Linked DNA regions of Mus musculus: region 1 is linked to region 2. The links are chromatin contacts, called in public promoter capture Hi-C maps. All regions are on one chromosome and are shown on one strand. Each heading gives the region's core, a stretch centred on a gene start, on an enhancer-like site or on the middle of the called end of the contact. The rest is flanking DNA. Distances are from core to core; before and after follow the strand shown.

Region 1 (3,222 bases), core at 148-2,647, 360 kb after region 2:
AAGAGCAGTAAGGTCTCTTAACTGTGGAGCTGGTGCACACCTTTAATCCCAGCACTTGGAACAGCAAGAACTATAGAGCTATCTCTCCAGCATACACACACACACACACACACACACACACACACACACACACACACACACACACATATGTATGAGTCTTTTGTCTATATGATACACCATGTGCCTGCCAGGTGTCCCCAAAGGTTAGAAGAGGGCATCAGACAATTATTTACAAATGGGAAATATAATAGAGACGAGGCAAGGGTTAACCTAACTGCTAGTTTGAACTTCACTTTGCATTCCTGAAGGGAAGCCAGCAAGAGTTCATTGCCAGTCCTTTGGGACCTCCCTTTATTACACCCATGAAGCACTGTGCTCCTGGCCATGATCCTGTCCTACAACAGCCAGCCTCTATCTAGTTCACCGCACTCAGATGTACAACTCTCCTGTCCGTGGGCATCCTTTTCCTTTGGGTCTTCTCAATCAGCCCTAGTGGAGGTCCTGTGGTTTTCAGAACAGAACCTCTAAGAGTGGAGAAAAGCCAGTACACATCACTGAAGTTGACTGTGTTCTTAATTTTAATCTGTTGCTCTTGGAGAGAGACTTCTTAAGAATTTTTCACCATATATGCTAACAAAAACCATTTTTAAGCTGGGCATGGTAGCACATATCCCATCATCTGTGAAGCTGAGGCAGACAAATCTTGGTGAGTTGAAGGCCAGCCTGGTCTACACGTAGCCAGCTTCAGGCCAGCCAGTGCTATATTAGTAAAACCCCCGTCTCAAGCAAACTTCCAAACAAAACAAATGCCCCATTTACCAAAAAGAAAGAAAGAAAATTTCTGCAAAAGTCTAAAAGGTCTAAAAACCTCTGGTCTCTAGTAACATTCTGGCATTCTGGACTTTAACTCTGTATGCAGTTACACTAATAGTCATATATAAATCTACTTCACAAGGACTCGCTTTAATGACTTTTTAAAAAGACATCAGACACTAAGTTCACACTGAACAATGTGTTCTTAGTCATCATGAGGACCCTGTTCAGTTAATAGGTTCCTTATGATTTTTCTTCTGTCCCTGCAAAGTGCTTGAGGCCATTACAGAATAACTAACTGGCGATGGGAATTCCCCATGAACTCAGATGGACACTAGCTTCAAATTGTATTCCTTGGATCTCTCCTTCCTCCTAATAAGGGATGAGAAAGAGGACTCAAAAAAAAAAAAGATTTAAAAAATAAATCTCAAAGGCTTTAGGCAGAAGATCATGAGCTCAAGTCTAGCCTGTACTATGTGGAAATAAAAGGTGAGAGCTGGAGAGAGTGGAAGAGGCTGGTAGCCTACATGCTTGGCTCAATCGTCAGCACCTACTGGTCTTCTGTGTCACTCATTGCACAGGCAAGGAGTAGAACTGGCTCAGCAGGAAATGGGCTGTGGCACACTCAGGAGCCTCCTCTCCCCTACTGTACACAAAGACACTTTTTAAATAAGTCTTTGAAAAGGAAGTAGGACTTGATTGTCTGAAATGTCAGTTTGACAGAAGACTGGTTATTGAGGAACTGTTCTGCCCAGATGGTTCAACCTCCAGTGCAATGCTCCATCATCTAGTTGGAATATTTGATCTTTGTGACACAGTTCACATACTTTCCCAAGACCCCCAACTATGACTCTCTCCATATTCTGAGACACAGCTACACACCAAACATATTGTATTTGCTTTGGACACGTCAGTGACTTTCAGATCCTGTTTCCTTCCCAAGGTGATTAACAAAGAGTAACCGATGAACAGATGTCAACCACAGGACGCTTCCTGAAACTTAAATCATATCCTAAACAGCTCTCTGGCTCCCCGAGTGTGTGTGTGTGTGTGTGTGTGTGTGTGTGTGTGTGTGTGTGTGTGTGTGTGTGTGAGAGAGAGAGAGAGAGAGAGAAGCACCTTTTTAAAATGTGCATCAAGTGGACTGGAGAGATAGCTCAAAGTTTGGACACCTGCTGCTCTTTCAGACAATCCAAGCTCTTCTTCTGGCCACTGTGGACATCTGCCCATTCACACCCATATATGGTCACACAGACACCCCTTACACCCACTAGAAAAAAAAATCAAACAACAATTAAACAAATAAAAATGCATCACTTGGGTCACCGAACTGCTCTGTGGATAAAAGTGCTTTCTGACATCCCGGAGAATCTGAGTTCGATTTCTGGGATCCCTATGATGGAGGGAGACACCCAACTCCCAAAACCCCATATGTGCTGGGATGCAGTGGTGTGTGCATGCACACACTAAATACAATAACAAAAAGCCCACCAAGCACTAGATGTGGTGGGACAATAGACTGTGGTGGCACAGTGTTGTAATCTTAGATCTTGGGAGATAAAGGCAGGAGGATCAGGTTGTCCTTTACCATGGAAGTTCAAAGCCATCCCGAAACACATCCCTGTCAACCCTGTCTAGACAATCAAGTTACTAAAATCAAACAACCCATGCCAGCTCAGTTTACCGTCCTTCAGCATCCCTTCAACCCCTGAGTCTCCCCTGAGGAGGTGCGCAGACACAGTCACTGCTTCCTTCCTACCAATCAAAACAGCTTTGCATAGCCATGGGAACCCAACCCCTCATTCTTGTCTTCCTTCCTCACCGATCCTGATGCATTTCTAGTCTTCTCCCTTTATAAATGAGTTTCTTGGTACAGCACAGCCAAGGACCGTGGCAAAGAAATCAGTCCCCAGTCATTTGTTTTCTCTTGTTTTTTTCCCTCTGCCTGCTTCTCCTTACTGCCTCTTGCAGCTTTCTGGTTTCTATGCCTGTTTTATTGACTTCACATTTTTCAGTACTACCTCAGTGCCCCTCCCTTTCTCATTCACTTTGAATTGCTGAGTGCATTGTGGAAGTGTACATTTTAAAATTTGTCATGGTGTACTTTTGTTCAAAGTCTTGATTAGAAATTGGGCTAGAGGGCTGGAGAGATGGCTCAGCGGTTAAGAGCACTGACTGCTCTTCTGAAGGTTGTGAGTTCAAATCCCAGCAACCACATGGTGGCTCACAACCATCTGTAATGAGATCTGGTGCTTCTTCTGGGGTGTCTAAAGACAGCTACAGTATACTTACATATATATAATAAATAAATAAATCTTAAAAAAAAAAAAACTCTCCAGACAGCAAGGAAACGCTTGGAAAAGAAAAAAAAAAGAACTTGGGCTAGAGGAGAAATTTCAGAATCAAGAA
Region 2 (3,380 bases), core at 711-3,210:
TGCATAACAGCTAGAGCTAAGGAGTGTGGTAAAGTGCCAGGTTAATACAAGCTCCAGTCATCATGAGATTTGTTTTTCTTCTCCAGCAAAACATAAGAAAGAAAGAAAGAAAGAAAGAAAGAAAGAAAGAAAGAAAGAAAGAAAGAAAGGAAGGAAGGAAGAGAAGAGAAGAGAAGGAAGAAGGAGAGAGAAAGTTTTTTTTAAAAAACAGAAAAAATAAAATGGCAATAAAAATAATTACATATATAAGAATAGATTTAACAAAATGAAGGGAAAGACAGTAAAGAAAGTGATACAAGTGAGAAGGCTCCTTGAACAGAAAGACCTAATATCACAAAATGTGTATTCTCCATAACTAATAAAAGAACTTAGCACCATTCACACCAGAAAGCCAAGAAAATAAAGATAACTAGATGACTCTGTCTTAAACCAACATGGAAAACTAGACCTCAAATAGCCAAGAAAACTGTGAAACTTGATGAGAGGGAGACCAAAATATCAGATTTCAGAGCATGCAGTAAAGACACCAATAATCTGGGGCAGCTCTTGCCTATAGCCTCAGCACCTGTGAGCCCAAGTTCAGAGTCAGCCTGGGACACATAAGAGTTCAAAGCCAATATGAGTTCCTACATCAGAAACAACAGAAACCGGGCAGGGGAGGGTGATAAATGTCTTTCATCCCTGCACTCATGAGGCAGGGGCACTCATGAGCCCATGGTGGTGATTGCTGCCTGCAATTTCACTGTGTGAGATACTGAAGCAGGAGAATCAGGGGGCCATGGCTAGCCTGCTGTACATCATGGATTCTGGACCAACCAGGGCCACATAGTAAGACCCTGTCTCAAAAATGAAGTAAAATCCTAGAAATAAACAGACCAGCAAAATGCAGTAGTGAACTAAAAAGTATATTTACATGTCTTCATTGTCTGTATACCCTGCTCTCTTCTAGTTCCTGGCAGACATGGAAAACAATGCACTTTTCCGGGATGACATTGAATGTCAGAAACTCATCATGGAAGCAATGAAGTACCATTTATTACCTGAGAGACGACCCATGTTGCAGAGTCCTCGGACAAAGCCTCGCAAGTCAACTGTTGGAACGTTATTTGCAGTTGGAGGGATGGATTCAACAAAGGGTATTGGGAGATCGTTGATCTAAAGGAACAGAGGGTAACCAGTAACACTACCAAGAGGCCCGGTGGAGAAGTGACTGGTTGAGGGACAAGGACAGGAAAAGATGAGACCAGAAAGCACCTTAGTGGCAGAAAATATTCAAGGCATGGTAAGAGGCAGATCAAAAGGTAGAGAAGACATCTTGTTGGGAGTTTCCATTGAGTTTAAGTAACTTGAGCATCATAGTAAGTAATTACTGTAAAAGAAGCTAACGTCAAATCAGAGTCTCCGTGAGTTCACAGAGACACAGATGGAAAGGAAAGCTGTTTCTTTCATGGTGCCAACTGATAGAGACAGATGAGATTAGGAAGAGGTAACTAGCTACTTTAGGCTAGGGATCTAGCTCAGTAAGAACACTTCACTCCACATAGATGACTTTTAAAAAGAATCGTTTTCTCTGAGGAAGATCTGCTGAAATATTTAGGGCCACGGGGTCATCATTTCTGTGATTTTTACTCTTAAACAATTAAGAAAAGATTCATGAATACATACATACATATATAGAAATGAAAGCTAAACACAAATATTTGAGTTACAAACTTGGATTCTGTGAACAGTTGTTCCTAGAGGTTGAAGACCATGCATGGTGCTATTGGCTGTCAGTTGTTATGGGGCCTTTCTGTACACCTGACCTCTGCCCATCCTCCTGCAGTGGTGCCTGCAACCCTGACAGAAGTCACACAGTCTCAGCTCATCCTGGTTCTGCTCTCAGCCCTGTTCCAGCCCCGTCTAATGTGCACCATAGGCATGCAGTGCCTGTGGGAGCCAGAAGAGGGCAGTAGATCCTGCACCCTCCCTATGCTCCCAGTCATTCTGTGGGTGCTAGGAATTGAAGCTAGGCGCTCTTAACCACTGTGCTGTCTCTCCACACACACCCACAAACTTATAGATGCATATTTGTATTACTAGTTTAGATTCTTAAATTTTGGCTTTCCAGTTTATAACAGAAGTCTACAAAAAACAAAAAAAAAAAACAAAAAAAGCTTGAAAATTCATCAATGGAAAAAGATTTTTGTTTGATGGAAGGCGATTTTTTATTTTATTTTATGGACACTTTAAAGTCATGGTTGGAGTGAAGAATCAAACAAATCCATACAATCTTGATACTTTACACACATGTATATAATCTGAATGAATAAAATATCATTATTGCCATATATTACAAAGAAAGGCTATGCAAAGTAAAAAGTATTTTTAAACCAGCTAGTGTTTAGAAGGGATTGATTCTGTGTAGTTCTGGGAGAATACAAGATGGAACGGGAGTTGGTGTCAGTCTCAAAAGCCTTAGCCTGTGTAGGGTAAGTAAACACAGCGCCGGGTGTGGAGCCAGCCGGACGGTCTGGTTTTAGGTTCAACAGTAGTAGCTCTGATGCTGATTTTACAAGCCTGAGGAGTAAGTGTCCACTGCGACTGCAGTCCTTTATAATGCTAGAACAGGCTGGTAAATTATCAGCTTAGAAAAAGACTCGATCTCTACGGAAGTGCGAGTTAGATTTTTTTTTAAGTGAGATACTTTCTTTCACTTTTTCCTAAATCTCTGCTGTTGCTGTTCCACATCTTGAAAGAGAGCAAAAGAGCTCTGGAATTTTCCATGGTAAACCCCATGGGTAGTAACTCCCTTCACTTCCGGCAGAATGGTTCCCAGGCGACCTTTGTCCTTCCTCCTTGCCGTGCCCCCTCCCTTGCGTGGTGTCAGCCCCACTCCGCCCGTTTTGTTGTTACTGTTCTTTCTTCCAGAACCTCACATAATAATTGTCTCCCTTATCTCCTGGGTCAGCGGTTTCCTTCCCCTAGACCTTTCCATTGACTTCTATAAACAACCCAACAATCCGATCCCAAAAGGGAGACAGCCTCCCTCAGCTTGTCCAAGAACCCTGTCTGCACTGTGGCCAGCCTTCTCAGAATGATCCCCTGTGGCTCCCTCCCTGCACTTCCGCCAATTGCTGAGCGTCTTCCTGGCCTCTTTGAACAAAGAACGTCCCCTGCTGGATGTTTTAATGCTGGGCCTGGAGTATGCCAGGGAGAATGATGGGAGAAAAGGTCATGGCACAGGCGAGGGCCGTACTGCAGGGGCTTCATAAGATAGCATAAAAGTATTGCTGTCGATGCTCGAAGAAACCTTTATACTTTGGGGCTAGGGAGATGACTCCACTGTTAAAGTGCTTCTCCATGCAAGCAAGAGGACCTGAGTTCAAATCCCCAGAAAC

What was found. Capture Hi-C pulls out chosen DNA fragments and counts their contacts.
Region 1: a promoter capture Hi-C map of adipose tissue shows a contact between it and region 2. The contact joins two enhancer-like sites.

Annotation. Positions count from the first base shown.
Region 1 is chr5:65,513,369-65,516,590 of GRCm38.p6, forward strand. It overlaps a transcript of Smim14 not described here. Among named protein-coding and RNA genes, the nearest start is that of Smim14, 22 kb to the left of the region's middle. Within about 2 kb of position 1,398, at least 102 of the 459 cell types and tissues checked have an H3K27ac peak or open chromatin away from gene starts, as enhancers often do. A contact at or near this core is called in adipose tissue, where this site is marked.
Region 2 is chr5:65,155,106-65,158,485 of GRCm38.p6, forward strand. Klhl5 (kelch-like 5) reads left to right here. Exons shown (of 11, transcript NM_175174.4): 6 at 950-1,136. Among named protein-coding and RNA genes, the nearest start is that of Klhl5, 26 kb to the left of the region's middle. Within about 2 kb of position 1,961, at least 37 of the 459 cell types and tissues checked have an H3K27ac peak or open chromatin away from gene starts, as enhancers often do. A contact at or near this core is called in adipose tissue, where this site is marked.